Linked DNA regions of Pan troglodytes: region 1 is linked to region 2. A link is a contact called in public Hi-C data. All regions are on one chromosome and are shown on one strand. Each heading gives the region's core, a stretch centred on a gene start, on an enhancer-like site or on the middle of the called end of the contact. The rest is flanking DNA. Distances are from core to core; before and after follow the strand shown.

Region 1 (6,736 bases), core at 3,470-5,969, 320 kb after region 2:
GCCCTTTAAGGGAGGAAGTATTTTACCGATGGGAAAAATCGAGGCTTAATTGGGTTAAATAACTTGCCTAGGTTTACCAGTTAGAAGCAAAAGAGCTGGAAGGTAATCTAAAAGGCCAGGTTCAGGCCGGGCATGGTGGCTCATGCCTGTAATCCCAGCACTTTGGGAGGCCAAGGCAGGAGGATTACTTGAGGCCAGGAGTTCAAGACCAGCCTGGGCAACATAATGAGACTCTGTTTTTATATATTAAAAAAAAAAAAAAAGCAGGCATGGTGGTGCATATCTGTAATCCCATCTACTTGGGAGACTGAGGTGGGAGGATAACTTGAGCCCAGGATTTTGGGGCTGCAGTAAGCCATGATCATGCCCTTGACCCCCTCCAGCTTGGGTGACAGCAAGATCCTGTCTCAAAAAAAAAAAAAAAAAAAAAGGCAGATTCAAGAGCTTAAACACCTACCCTTTAGGGATATCCAGCTAGAGTGGTAGAACGTGAAAGACTTTGCTCCCTCTGACATTGATAAATAGTTACAAAATCTCCTTTTTAATCATTCTTACTTTTTCATGATGGTTCACATTCCAAACATTAGAGCAAGACTGGTGTCTCACAAGGCCGGGATACCTGGCTGGCTTAGAAATTACATGGGACAATAACTCAAAAGGTGACTGAGCGGGAGGGAGGAGTGAGATGAAGAAACCAAAGAGTTAGTTCTGTGAGTACCAGGATCCAGGGAGAGGCCTGGCCAGCCTTGTTTGGCCTGGGGGCTGGCTCAGCTTCTGCATCCTAAGGAGATGCCACACCTCCACTGCCTCCCGTTCTTGTTCTTGAAGATGATGCATCTTGGAAAGTTCTCTGATGCTTGCTTTTCTTTTTTTTTTTTTGAGACAGAGTCTCGCTGCATTGCCCAGGCTGGAGTGCAGTGGCAAGATCTCAGCTCACTGCACCCTCCACCTTCCGGGTTCAAGTGATTCTCCTGCCTCACCCTTCTGAGTAGCTGGGACTTCAGGCACCTACCACCATACCCAGCTAATTTTTGTATTTTTGGTAGAGACAGGGTTTCACCATGTTGGTCAGGCTGGTCTCGAACTCCTGACCTCAGGTGATTCGCCCGCCTCGGCCTCCCAAAGTGCTGGGATTACAGGTGTGAACCACCATGCTTGGCCCTCTTAATGCTTTTTAATATTTCAAGAATGGACAGACTGTCTCCAGAGCTACACTGTCACCTTCCAGGGGTGGCCTATGTCTTCTGTCTTCTCCACACTTAGTACAGTCTGGGCACACAGAAATGCAATGATGCCAGGTGAGTGAGGCCTTTCAGTTCTAAAACAGGGTGCTTCAGGAAGTCGTGAGCTGCCTACTTCTGGAAGTGTGTGGTGATGCTGCTGTCAGCAGACGCTGGTGTAGAGGACCACTGCGGGTGGGAGGTGAGAGTGGAGGAAGGTTCGACGATCCTATCCATCCATGTAATAAACATCTGCTGAGCACCTAATGCCTGTTGGATCCAAAGTCAGAAGCCCCCACATATATGATTTCTTTTGATTTCCACAACTAGCCTCTGGCAGAGGCATGTGATCCCAGTGGGTAGATGGAGAAACTGAGGCTCAGAAGAGCTTGTCATTTTTTTTTTTTTTTGAAAAGACGCAAGCAGCGGGGGGCAGAGTCAGTGTAGTCTGCTTTCTGCCTTCCACCACAGGCCCCTCTATCGGGCTGTGTGGAGAAATGGGCTCCAGTTCTTGCTGTGACCCTCGCTAGATGTGTGGCTTCAACAAGCTATCTGACCTCTCTGAGTTTGTTTCTTCATCTTTTTAAGGGTTGGCTTTTGGAGATTTGTCATGAAACAAAAAGAGATATTATATAAAAGTGTCTAAAACAGTGGTAGGCATGGCACAGGTTACAGTTGCTTTCTTCCTTCTGCTTCAAGATGATTTGGTTTTGTGAAGTTGACTGAGTCATCAATCTTACTCAGTTTGGGATCTTTAGGGCCTAGCAGAGAGCCGGGCATGGAGCAGACACTTAATAAATATTTGTTCAACGAATGGATACACAATGCTTATATCTACTGATGCCAACCATCTGGATACTCAAATGCTTCAACATGATGGGTTCTTGACTTTTCATCTAAATATTGGATGTCATCTTAAAATATAAGCAGCTAAAATGACCTGAAACATAAATATGAAACAGGTCTCACTGATGCAGATTCCTTGGGGGGAATGTGTAAATCAGTGAAAGTCTGCATAGGGCTGTATTTAAGGAAAGTGATTTGTTGTTTTCAAATAACTCCAGCTATGTCACCAGGTTTGTTTATTTACCATCCATCCACCCATTGATGTAATCAGTCAACAGTGGCCCAGAGGGGCTCTTTGGGTCTCCTTTAATAAATAAGGAAGAAAGATTATCTGGAGCATGTTGGTTATTTGTAGATACATAGAAGCAGCTTAACTGCTTATGGGAGCTTGGAAACAGTTCGTGCTCAAGTGTTTTGGACATTCCCCCAATATTCTGCATACACTGTTTCTGTGCCTTGTCTCTGAAGAATCTTTATGCTAATTTACGGTCATATTCTTTTCTGCTAAGGGGGTGGGAATGCAGAGAGCTTCTGTCTGTTGCCTCTGAATGTGTGCAGTGCATGTGAAGAGAAAGAGTCAACACAGGCTAGATTCCCTAGGGAGAATCTCATTCTTGATATTGGAAACAACTTACTGGACTTACAGGAGTGAAAATCCTATGAACTGGATGAGGCTGTGCTATTATTCTTGGGATGAAAGATGGATGGAAAGACTCCTTTTAGAGAAATTATTTTCGATGACTCAGGAACACTGTGATACCTTCAGGTCTACTGAAATGTACATGGCTATTTATCTCTATACTAAAATGACTCCAGCTTTCTATGCTTTTGGGATTCCTATTTGTGCTTTTGTTGCTATCTTGTGTCTTTCAGCTAACCTCACTTTTTTGATTCCCAGTATGCCTATGACTAGCAGTTCAGTATCTTTCTTCTAATTTGTTGCCTGCTTCTAATATTCCAGGGACTAAACAAAAGAAGTAATAATAACAACAACAAAAATTCGGGAGGGTAAGTCTGTTAGAGCTGTTTGTGAAGCAAGAATGAAAAGAATCCAAGTGAGTCTGAAAGGCCTTTCTGTGACTGCTTGTCATGAACTTTGGAACCCGGACATTGTGAGGTCTACAGTGGCTGTCTGGGGGTCTTTTCCACTTCCCTGTCCTTGACTGTCAGCTGGAGAGGTGATTTCAGGATTGGTGAGACACTACCGCACATATGTCTTACCATGGCAACCTCAAGGCATTCCTCTGAGGCCAGGATGTGGTTTCATTTCTAAGGGGAGTAGACTGAGGGGGAAACAGAAAAGTGTGAGGATGGCTCTCCATGAGGCATGGCCCTCAGGATCATGCTAAATGAAATGACATGTTGGTGTGTTTATCTGCAAACAGCCACATTGACTACTCACTTATTACAATTTTGAAGTTTATTAAAACAAAAAATACAGAGTCTTGCTGTGTTGCCCAGGCTGGAGTGCAGGGGCATGATCTCAGCTCACTACAACCTCCGCCTCCTGGGTTCAAGCAATTCTCGGAACTCCGGGTGTAGTGGCGCATGCTGGGATTACAGGCATGTGCCACCATACCCAGCTAGTTTTTGTATTTCTAATAGAGACAGAGTTTCACCACATTGGCCAGGCTGGTCTTGAACTCCTGAGCTCAAGAGATCTGCCTGCCTCAGCCTTCCAAAGTGCTGGGATTAAAGGCATGAGCCACTGTGCCTGGCCTGAAGCTGATTTTTTAATAGTTTGATCAGAGCTGCTTGTTTCTTGACCTCTTTCGGAGACCTTCTGGAAAATTCTGGTTTCAGAGAAGGAGCACTGAGGAATCAGGAGTCAAGAGTTGCAAACTAGGCTGGGTGCAGTGGCTCAAGTGTATATTCCCAGTAGTTTGGGAGGCCAAGGCGAGAAGATCCCTTGGGGACCAGGCCAGGAGTTCAATACCAGCCCGGGCAACATAGTGAGACTATGTCTCTTAAAAAAAAAAAAAATTAGCTAGGCATGTACCTGTAGTCCCAGCTACTTGGGAGGCTGAGGTGGGAGGATCACTTGAGCACAGGAGTTAGAGGTTACAGTGAGCTATCATTGCATTACTGCACTCTGGCCTGAATGACAGAGTGAGACCCTTTCCCAAAAAACAAGAAGCAAAGAGTTGCAGACTAGATCTTGTTCTGTGAGGTTGCTTAACCGCTCTGAATTTCAATTATAAAATGTGAGGGCATTGGTTAAACCTGCCCTTTGCTAGGATCCGTCTAATAACACCCTATATATCTTTGATTTTCTGTGAGCTCTGCAGAGCTGACCATCTCCAAGACTGGGGGAAAGTGGTTGTTTAAGGGCAGCTTCTTATAGGGAATGGCTGGGGAGCAGGGCTGTCCCCAGAGAGGTGATGGGCATTTATATAGTTTTTTCGGCATCACAGACACAGGATTAGCTTACACTAGCAACCACCTACACCCTCCCTTTGCATGAGCCTGGAGTCTGGGAGGACCTGGATGGGTGGCAGGTGGCATCAGCTCTTCACATCCATCCTTGGTTTCCCTTGGATCCCTCTCCATCACTGTCTTTATCCACCTCAGCCTCCCCCAGCTGGAGCCACAGGCAGCCCTGTCCCATTCCGGAGCCAGTTCTGACCAAGGCAGGAAATGGATGTGGAGCCTCCGCCTGCCACTGGAGGGAGGAGGGGGCTGGAATTAGGTCTCATGTTTTCAATCAGCAACAATCGCGCCTCGGTTAAACCTCAGAGGCGACGGTGGTAGCACCACTCAAAGCCTACATTAAGTCGTTTCCTCAGATGTGGGATCCAGAGGCTTAGGCACGACTCACAGGCTCCTGGGTGCCTTTCTCCTGCGCTCAAGTCTCCTTTCCTCAAATCCAAATGAGGACTGGGTGTGTCAGAGGCAGTCTGGCTGCCTGGGCAGCTCCTGAGTTCCAGAATTTCCTAATCTTCCTTACCCCCAATGGCATCTGCAGCAATTCCCAAGTCCATAATCTGACCATAGTATTGTCTGGCATTCCAGACCCTTCCTTGAGGCTCATTTGGAGGCTGGGTGCCCCTGGGACAGTGCAGCCTTCCTTCTGACTGCTGGGGATAAATAGCTCACGGTCCTACCCCAGGCCTGGACTCTGCTGGCATCTCTTCTAATCTCGGGGGTTAAGATTAGAAGAACTGTCAGTTAAGAACTACCCTGAGGAGTGGCCTCCAAAGATGGAACCATTAGCTCAGAGGCGCAACATACTTGGTTCCATAAGCCTGCCTCTTTTATGGCCCTAGGAAAGCAAGAGCAGATCAATACATGCTTTTTGAAAGAATCTCAGAGTTTGTGGCAGAACCATTCTGAGATGTGATTAGGACTTGGGACACACAGGTCTTCCTAAACTCTTCTTGAAGGACATTGATTGACCTGAACTGTAACTAATACTTGCTAAGCCAGAATCTTGGAAAAGGTAATATGAGGAAGGTTGTAGTGATAGGAGCTTTTGGTGTCTGAGGAGCAGAACTGAAAATGGAGAAGCCATGGAGGGTAGAGAATTGGTCAGGGTGTCTGCCTAGAGGCAAGTAGACGCTGATTCTAGACAACAGGTGCTGGGCCTCAGACAGTGGGGGAACAGTGTGTGCTGGGATTGGCCCTCGGAGCATGCAGCGCCCAGGCTCAGGTTTGGTGCTCCTAAGCACAGCCCTGAACCACTGCTGGCCGTGGGGCGTTCCTCTACCTCCAGGCTTCACTGTGGCTCTGCTCTGAATTTGCTATTTGACAAGGAGAGCCAGGAAGAGCAGTTCCCTCCCTTCCTCTGCCTGCGCCAACCCCATCAGCAGGCTGTGGTCAGAGGTGCCCTCCTACCCCCATTTCCATGGGTGCCCATGGGAGCAGCATTGGAGGGCAAATCCAGGAGGCCTCTCCCCACCCGGTGCCTCCATCACCCCCAGGGCTGCCTGGCCAGGCTATCTTGCTCACTTTCAGGAGAAGGATCACAGGGAAAGGAACCTCCAGAACCCTAGAAGAGAGACCTCAATGCCACAAGGAAGAGTCTGGGGCAGGGGGGACGGTGGAGGGTAGGGGAGGGAGTGAAGCCCACTTGAGCTTTTGAAAATCTTCCTCCCTTTGAGTCTTCCCCAGCCCTAAGGCTGTTGGTGGGGCATCAGCGACCCCTGCTGGCCACCACATCTGGGATTTCCTCTGCCCTCCAGACCTCCATAGCTTTCCCCTCTGCTTTCAAGCCTCCCCTTCTTCCCAGGTTGAGGATTCTCTTCTCTCCAGAGACCCCACTCCCCCTTCCCTACTAGCCTTGCCTGTCTGTCCCCAGTTTTCTTTTATCCTTTTCTTTTACATATTCCATTCCCTTTTTCTTCTGGCAGAACTCAGCTTCTGTCTTTTGGAGCCTCCCTGCAGAAAACCACCTGTAGGGAAGAGATGGATAAAGCAGTGATAAGGCACCTGGTAAAGCATAACACACAGGAATGGCCAGGGGCTCATCTGGGCTGGAACAATAGATCCCTTTAAATGTGCTATCTGTCCCTCATATTTCTTCCATTTCACTCCAAGCCGAAACAACTACAGTTTATTATTTTATTATTATTTTGAGATGGAGTCTCACTCTGTCATCCAGGCTGGAGTGTAGTGGTGTGATCTCGGATCACTGCAACCTCCACCTTCCGAGTTCAAGCAGTTCTCCCTGC
Region 2 (5,815 bases), core at 2,827-5,326:
CCCATGGAGAACAGGGGAAGTGGAAAAGACTTGGAATAAACTGCATTCTAAGTGGGCCCTCATTTCCTGCCTCATTTCCCCTACTGTCCCCTGCAAAGCGCTGGAAATTTCAGTCCTTTGCTTTACATTCTTTCTCCCACCAAAGATTCAATAGAAGGCATGCCAAGACTATGAGTGTCTGCAAAAACTCTTTAAAAATGCCAAAAAAGATTTAAAACATTCCTCTAGATATGAATTTAGAATTGTTATGATATTTAGAGTCAAACTGCTGAACTTGAGGATTACTGTCTCTACAAAGAAAGTCTGTAAGTCTGAATTAGTGCCAGAATTTCTGAAACTATCTTTTCAACTGGAGAAAGGGAGTTCAAGCCAAAAAGAGAGCTTTTGATCTCAATGACCAGCAAATAAGAAATCAGCATTTGTTGAATTAAATATGCCTGACAACCACAATACCTAACAACCTCAAATTAACATTTATCCATAAAAGCATTTATGCCAAATTCAAAAAAGACTGCTCTCTACAGCTTACAGGTCACATGTGGAGCAAAGGCCATGATTTTTGTTGAAATTCTTTCTTTTTCCCCTTGTCTACACAGTGCTGATATTCCTCTTTTTTTGAGGCGTAGTCTTGTTCTGTCGCCCAGGCTGGAGTGCAGTGGCCCAATCTCGGCTCACTGCAAGCTCCGCCTCCCCGGTTCACACCATTCTCCTGCCTCAGCCTCCCGAGTAGCTGGGACTACAGGCGCCCACCACCATGTCCAGCTAATTTTTTTTTTTTTTTTTTTTTTTTTTAGTAGAGATGGGGTTTCACCATGTTAGCCAGGATGGTCTCAATCTCCTGACTTCGCGATCTGCCCGCCTTGGCCTCCCAAAGTGCTGGGATTACAAGCGTCAGCCACCGCGCCTGGCCGGTATTTCTATTCTAAATCTCAGCAACCTTATTTACCCGGCCACTGTTCATCTCATTAAGGAATGATCCAATGTCAAAACTGTTTTTTAAGACTGGCATAAATGATACCCCATATACTTATCCTTTAAAGCAAATGGTCTCTTTCCATGATTCCACAATAACCCACAGATGACTTTCACTTCCCTGATACATTTACCATCTGACTAGTAAATTACGGCCTCGGATTTCTGTGACGCTTCGGTTCCTTCTCTTGCTTACCCGCTCACTCTCCCAAAAGGTTACCCTCTTTTCCAACCTTTTTCACTACTGCCATTTGCAATGCTTCTTATTTTCAAATAAACTTCTCTAGATCCTTTACAGAACCTCAGTCTACCTTTTGGCTCTAATTGAAACCAACTTTTCCACACGACACCACTTCCATTCCAGCTGAGTCAAAACGGCAACTATTCTTTCTCTTATACCTCTCAACAGAAAACAGGGAGATAACAGCATTGTCCTGTCTTCTTTCTATTGCAGCACACATATAATTACTCCAAAAGTCTCCTGCAAAACCTTCCTCCTTTACTTATAACTAGGATCTAACAACTAACCTAATTATTCATCATTATCATCAATCAACTTCTCAGTCACTCTCCAAATTACATATAAGTTTTGATCTTACTATCTAATTTACCTTTTCAGCCACCATTAGCCTGGGCAAATTCCAGATCCATGTGAACATCCTAGCTGCTCTCCTCCTTAAGGAGTGAAGAGATAGCCACTACCCAATTGAATAATCCACCTCTATAACCACTCGCTTTATTACCCACAACAATTACTCATCTGAAATCTTAAAACTCATTATCTTGGCCCATAACCCCAAGCCCTTATCCTTTGTCTCTTTCACTCCTATTCCCCATCACACTTCACCCTTTAGCTTCATGGAAACTTTTGGTGTTAATATTCTTCCACTTTCTCCCCACCTATCAACCTTGTCTTGGCTTCAATGTGTTCCCTCTCCAGCCTAAACCCCCAAGATACATAACTTCAACCACTCTCACTGCAATACTTTCAACTTTTGGTCCCACACCACTCTCCTTTGTCAAGTCCTGCCTCCACCAATACCAGAACATTTTGACTGCCCAGCTTTTCTGTTTCTACACAATGGCTGCTGGGTACTGCAGAGAGAGACACAGGGAAGGAATGAGAATACATACACACAACAGAAACCACCACAAAAACCCATGGTCATCAAACCCATCTTGGTCTCTCTACATTTTCCAAGTGAACTCCAACTCCCATTGCCTCAATAACTATTCCAAATCCTCACAACTCTCTTCCAGCTTTCAATTCCACCACCTCCACCTCATACTTCTCAGAATGTGTCCTCACTTCCTCTTTCAAAGAGAAAATAGCAGACTTCAGGTAGAAATATTCCTCCCCAAATTAGCATCCTTACCACCTTTTCCTTTTAAAATTTTTCTTCTTTTTTTGTAGAGATGGAAGTCTCACTATGTTGCCCGTAAGACCAGGCTTGAACTCCTGGTCTCAAGCAATCCTCCCACCTTGGCCTCCCAAAGTGCTGGGATTACAGGTGTTAGCCACCACACCCAGCCCCTCCCAACTCATTAAAACAGGTGCCTCCTGAGTTAAACACCAAGCCTTCCCCCAGTGCTTTAGAGTGTCTCCCCTATTACTTTCTTTAGAGACATTAGGTCAATCATACATGCCCATTCTCTCTCACATCTGATCTATCCACTGGTCATTTTCCCTCAGGATAAATATATATTCACATCTCTACCAACCAAAAAAGAAAAAAAAAATTCAATTTTAAGTCAGACTCCCTCTATCTCCCTTAAGAAGTTCTGGTAGGAGCAAGCTACAGGTGTTTGGACATTCTCTTTTTCCATTACTACCTAACCTGTAGCAAACTGGTCTCTATAATTCCAGTAAAGTCACTGATAAGCAACCCTATCAACTAGGTACTTGTATTAGTACCACTTTACAAATGGGGCACACAGAAAGATTAAATAACTTGCCCAAGGATACAAACTAGTAATTGCAGGTGCCAGGATGTACACGTAGGCACTGTGACTCTGGAGCCCAGATTCTTAACCACCACCCTATGCTTCAAATTACAAACATATATATTATGCTTCTAATTCTATTTTATAAATCCTGGCTAAAGGAGTACACAAGGTTTGGGGTGGAGCACATCTGGAGTTATTTCCAAAACTGTAATTTTTGTCAATAGCTAATGACACACTTACTGGCTTAACTGACATTTATTCACTATTTTGCTACACGTTTACTGGTTTCTTCTGAAGTGCCAATAAATGATCATTCTCGAATTTTTGCTTTTTAAGATAAAATATTCACTACCAATATATATTTCACAGATATTTAAAATTACTCATTTGTAGAACAGATTCACAATTTATGTTGAGTTTACACCATTTTGTTTTTTTTCTGAAGACTATTGTTTTGGATTTACTGATATTTTCATTTAAAAAAAATTCTAGTATTTAAGCAGGTGTCTTAAATATATCTTTGCAAACAGAACTCTTATCACCTCCTGCCAATAGATGACTTGTGATTTTTATTGCCTATATCTATCTTTTTGGGGGGTTCTTTTTCTTTACCAACATCAATTTTTCTATTAACAAGTTTAAAAGATGGGGCGTGGTGGCTCATGCGTGTAAACCCAGTATTTTGGGAGGCTGAGGCAAGCGGATCACTTGAGCCCTCACAGTTGGAGACGAGCCTGGGAATATGGCAAAACCCCATCTCTACAAAACAATACGAAAATTAGCCAGGAGTGGTGGTGCGTGCCTGTGGTGCCAGCCACTCGGGAATCTGAGATGGGGGTATCACCTGATCCTGGGAGGTCAAGGCTGCAGTGATCGCACCACTGCACTTCAGCCTGGGTGACAGAGTGCGACCCTGTCTCAAAAAATAAATAAAGACACAATTTACTTCCTTAAACCAACATTTACTTTGATTCCTAGCATGGCTTTTCATTTCTGCAGGGCTCTTCTACTGTATTTATTCTATGGGCCTACAAAAACACTGAACATAAGTGAAATTTACTTTTTCAAAGTAGGGGGCACTCTTACACTAATCTCCTATTATAAAGAATGAGACTTCCCTTCTCTTTCCCACAGTAGAGGGCAGGGTGGAGGCAGGGTGGTTACTGTATTAGGTATTACAGAAAACTCTCCCAGTCTCTCTTCCACAAACTCAAGCCACAAACTCCTGCATGGGCAGAGGGGGAAGGGAAGTTACTAATTTGGTGGGTTAGATTTAGCTTTCCTTGGACCTTATTTTTAATAAGAAGGAAATTAGGTTACTGCATAGAAAACAAGGCCATCTTTCCCTTTCTCACTCCAGCTCTTTGTTAGGCTGATAACTAGATACATAAAGTAAGCCTCTAATCTTCTCGCCAGCTGCCAGATTAAGTGTAGTCAGAGCAGACATGGCAGACGGAACTCTTACCATAGTCTCACAGTCTAGATTTGTTGGTGATTGCAGCCGACTCTCAATTTATCCTTAGATCCATGTTATGGTCTCAAATTCTCCTGTTATCAGACAGTCTAAATTTTAGAAACAGATGCTGTGTCCATTATTTATCTCTTAGAACCTGGAGACAGAAGGGCTAAATGATTGGCACTCCTAACCTCAATATATACCATAAGCAAGTGTCAACAGACGGTGATCATCATTAAGCACATACTAAGTGCTAATACTTTTATATGTCCTTTTAATCTGATCTTGCAAGGTAAATATTTTTATCCAAATTCATTAATAAATCAATGTATTAATTCACTCATTAATGACTGAATGAATGCTAGGGTTCAGAGAAGTATTTGCACAAGCTTCCAAAGCTAGTAAATTTTACAAACAAGGTTCAATCTCAAATCTCTCTGATTCCAAAATTCTCAGTTAATGACCACACTCAATTTGATGAGAATAAAATACTACATCTAAGTCTGGTCAATGTATAGTATAGAAGTATGACCAATATTTAAACAATCATCAAAGATATATTTGTCTGCCATGAAAAAGGAGTAAATGATCCTCCTACAGTTGGTTAATGAAGCACTAGGTTCCACAGGGAATTCAGTTATTGAAAAATAATTAACTTTAATAACACTTGGTACAATAAAGATTGGAGAAAAAAATCTCCAATAACCTGATGCTCCATTTCCATCCAGGCTTCCTGTAGTAAATATGTAGTGTTGCAATAAAGCTCCTTGAAAAATGAGTCATCTTGAACCAAATATAATCAACAAGATAATGATTAACCAAAAGCTGGCACAAATCCTAACAGAGTAATATAATTCAAATTCAGCCTCTTAAAAGATAACTCATGTTTAATGCTGGTATCTCAGAAATGTAAGCCAATGATTGGGTTTATGGAATGGTCTATATATTGGCACAAGCATATGCAAACGTACATTTTAAATTTTTCTATGTCTTGTATTTTTATACTTAGCATTATTTACCCACAAAACCTAACAAATGGATTTCACAGTGTCAGATCTACATTTCCCACTCTATACAAAACTCTGAAAAATTATTTCTAATGTTTACTAAAATCAATTTATTTTTGCTTATTTTAGTATGGCATAAAAACTGAGTATGATACATTAAACATTATAATACTATGAATACTGTATCCTTAAAATGTAATAATGTAATCTCTCTCACACAAAATAAAATTAGTTAATAGTCGTGTAAGGCATATGCTCTAATGTTTTATCTGGTAGCATGATGAAGTTATCATATACCCTCTTACTTGCAATGAAACAAATCTAACAAATGACTAAAACAAGTTAGGAGAAATACATTCCATGGCAACAAAACAAGGCCAAGTTAACTGGCTCCTGAAGGTATAAACCCATAATTCTGACCTAAAAAATACAG

What was found. Hi-C and Micro-C count contacts between places; a contact is called where the count stands out from the background.
Region 1: a Hi-C map of induced pluripotent stem cells shows a contact between it and region 2, with 1.6 times the contacts expected there. The contact joins two enhancer-like sites. A contact is called at or near these places in 3 of 7 Hi-C or Micro-C datasets (induced pluripotent stem cells and stem cell-derived neural progenitor cells).

Annotation. Positions count from the first base shown.
Region 1 is chr12:80,840,607-80,847,342 of NHGRI_mPanTro3-v2.0_pri, forward strand. All of the region lies in intron 1 of LOC107973442 (a long non-coding RNA gene), which reads left to right. Among named protein-coding and RNA genes, the nearest start is that of PKDCC, 170 kb to the left of the region's middle. Within about 2 kb of position 4,720, at least 3 of the 24 cell types and tissues checked have an H3K27ac peak or open chromatin away from gene starts, as enhancers often do. A contact at or near this core is called in induced pluripotent stem cells, where this site is marked.
Region 2 is chr12:80,518,750-80,524,564 of NHGRI_mPanTro3-v2.0_pri, forward strand. All of the region lies in intron 1 of EML4 (EMAP like 4), which reads right to left. Among named protein-coding and RNA genes, the nearest start is that of EML4, 29 kb to the right of the region's middle. Within about 2 kb of position 4,077, at least 2 of the 24 cell types and tissues checked have an H3K27ac peak or open chromatin away from gene starts, as enhancers often do. A contact at or near this core is called in induced pluripotent stem cells, where this site is marked.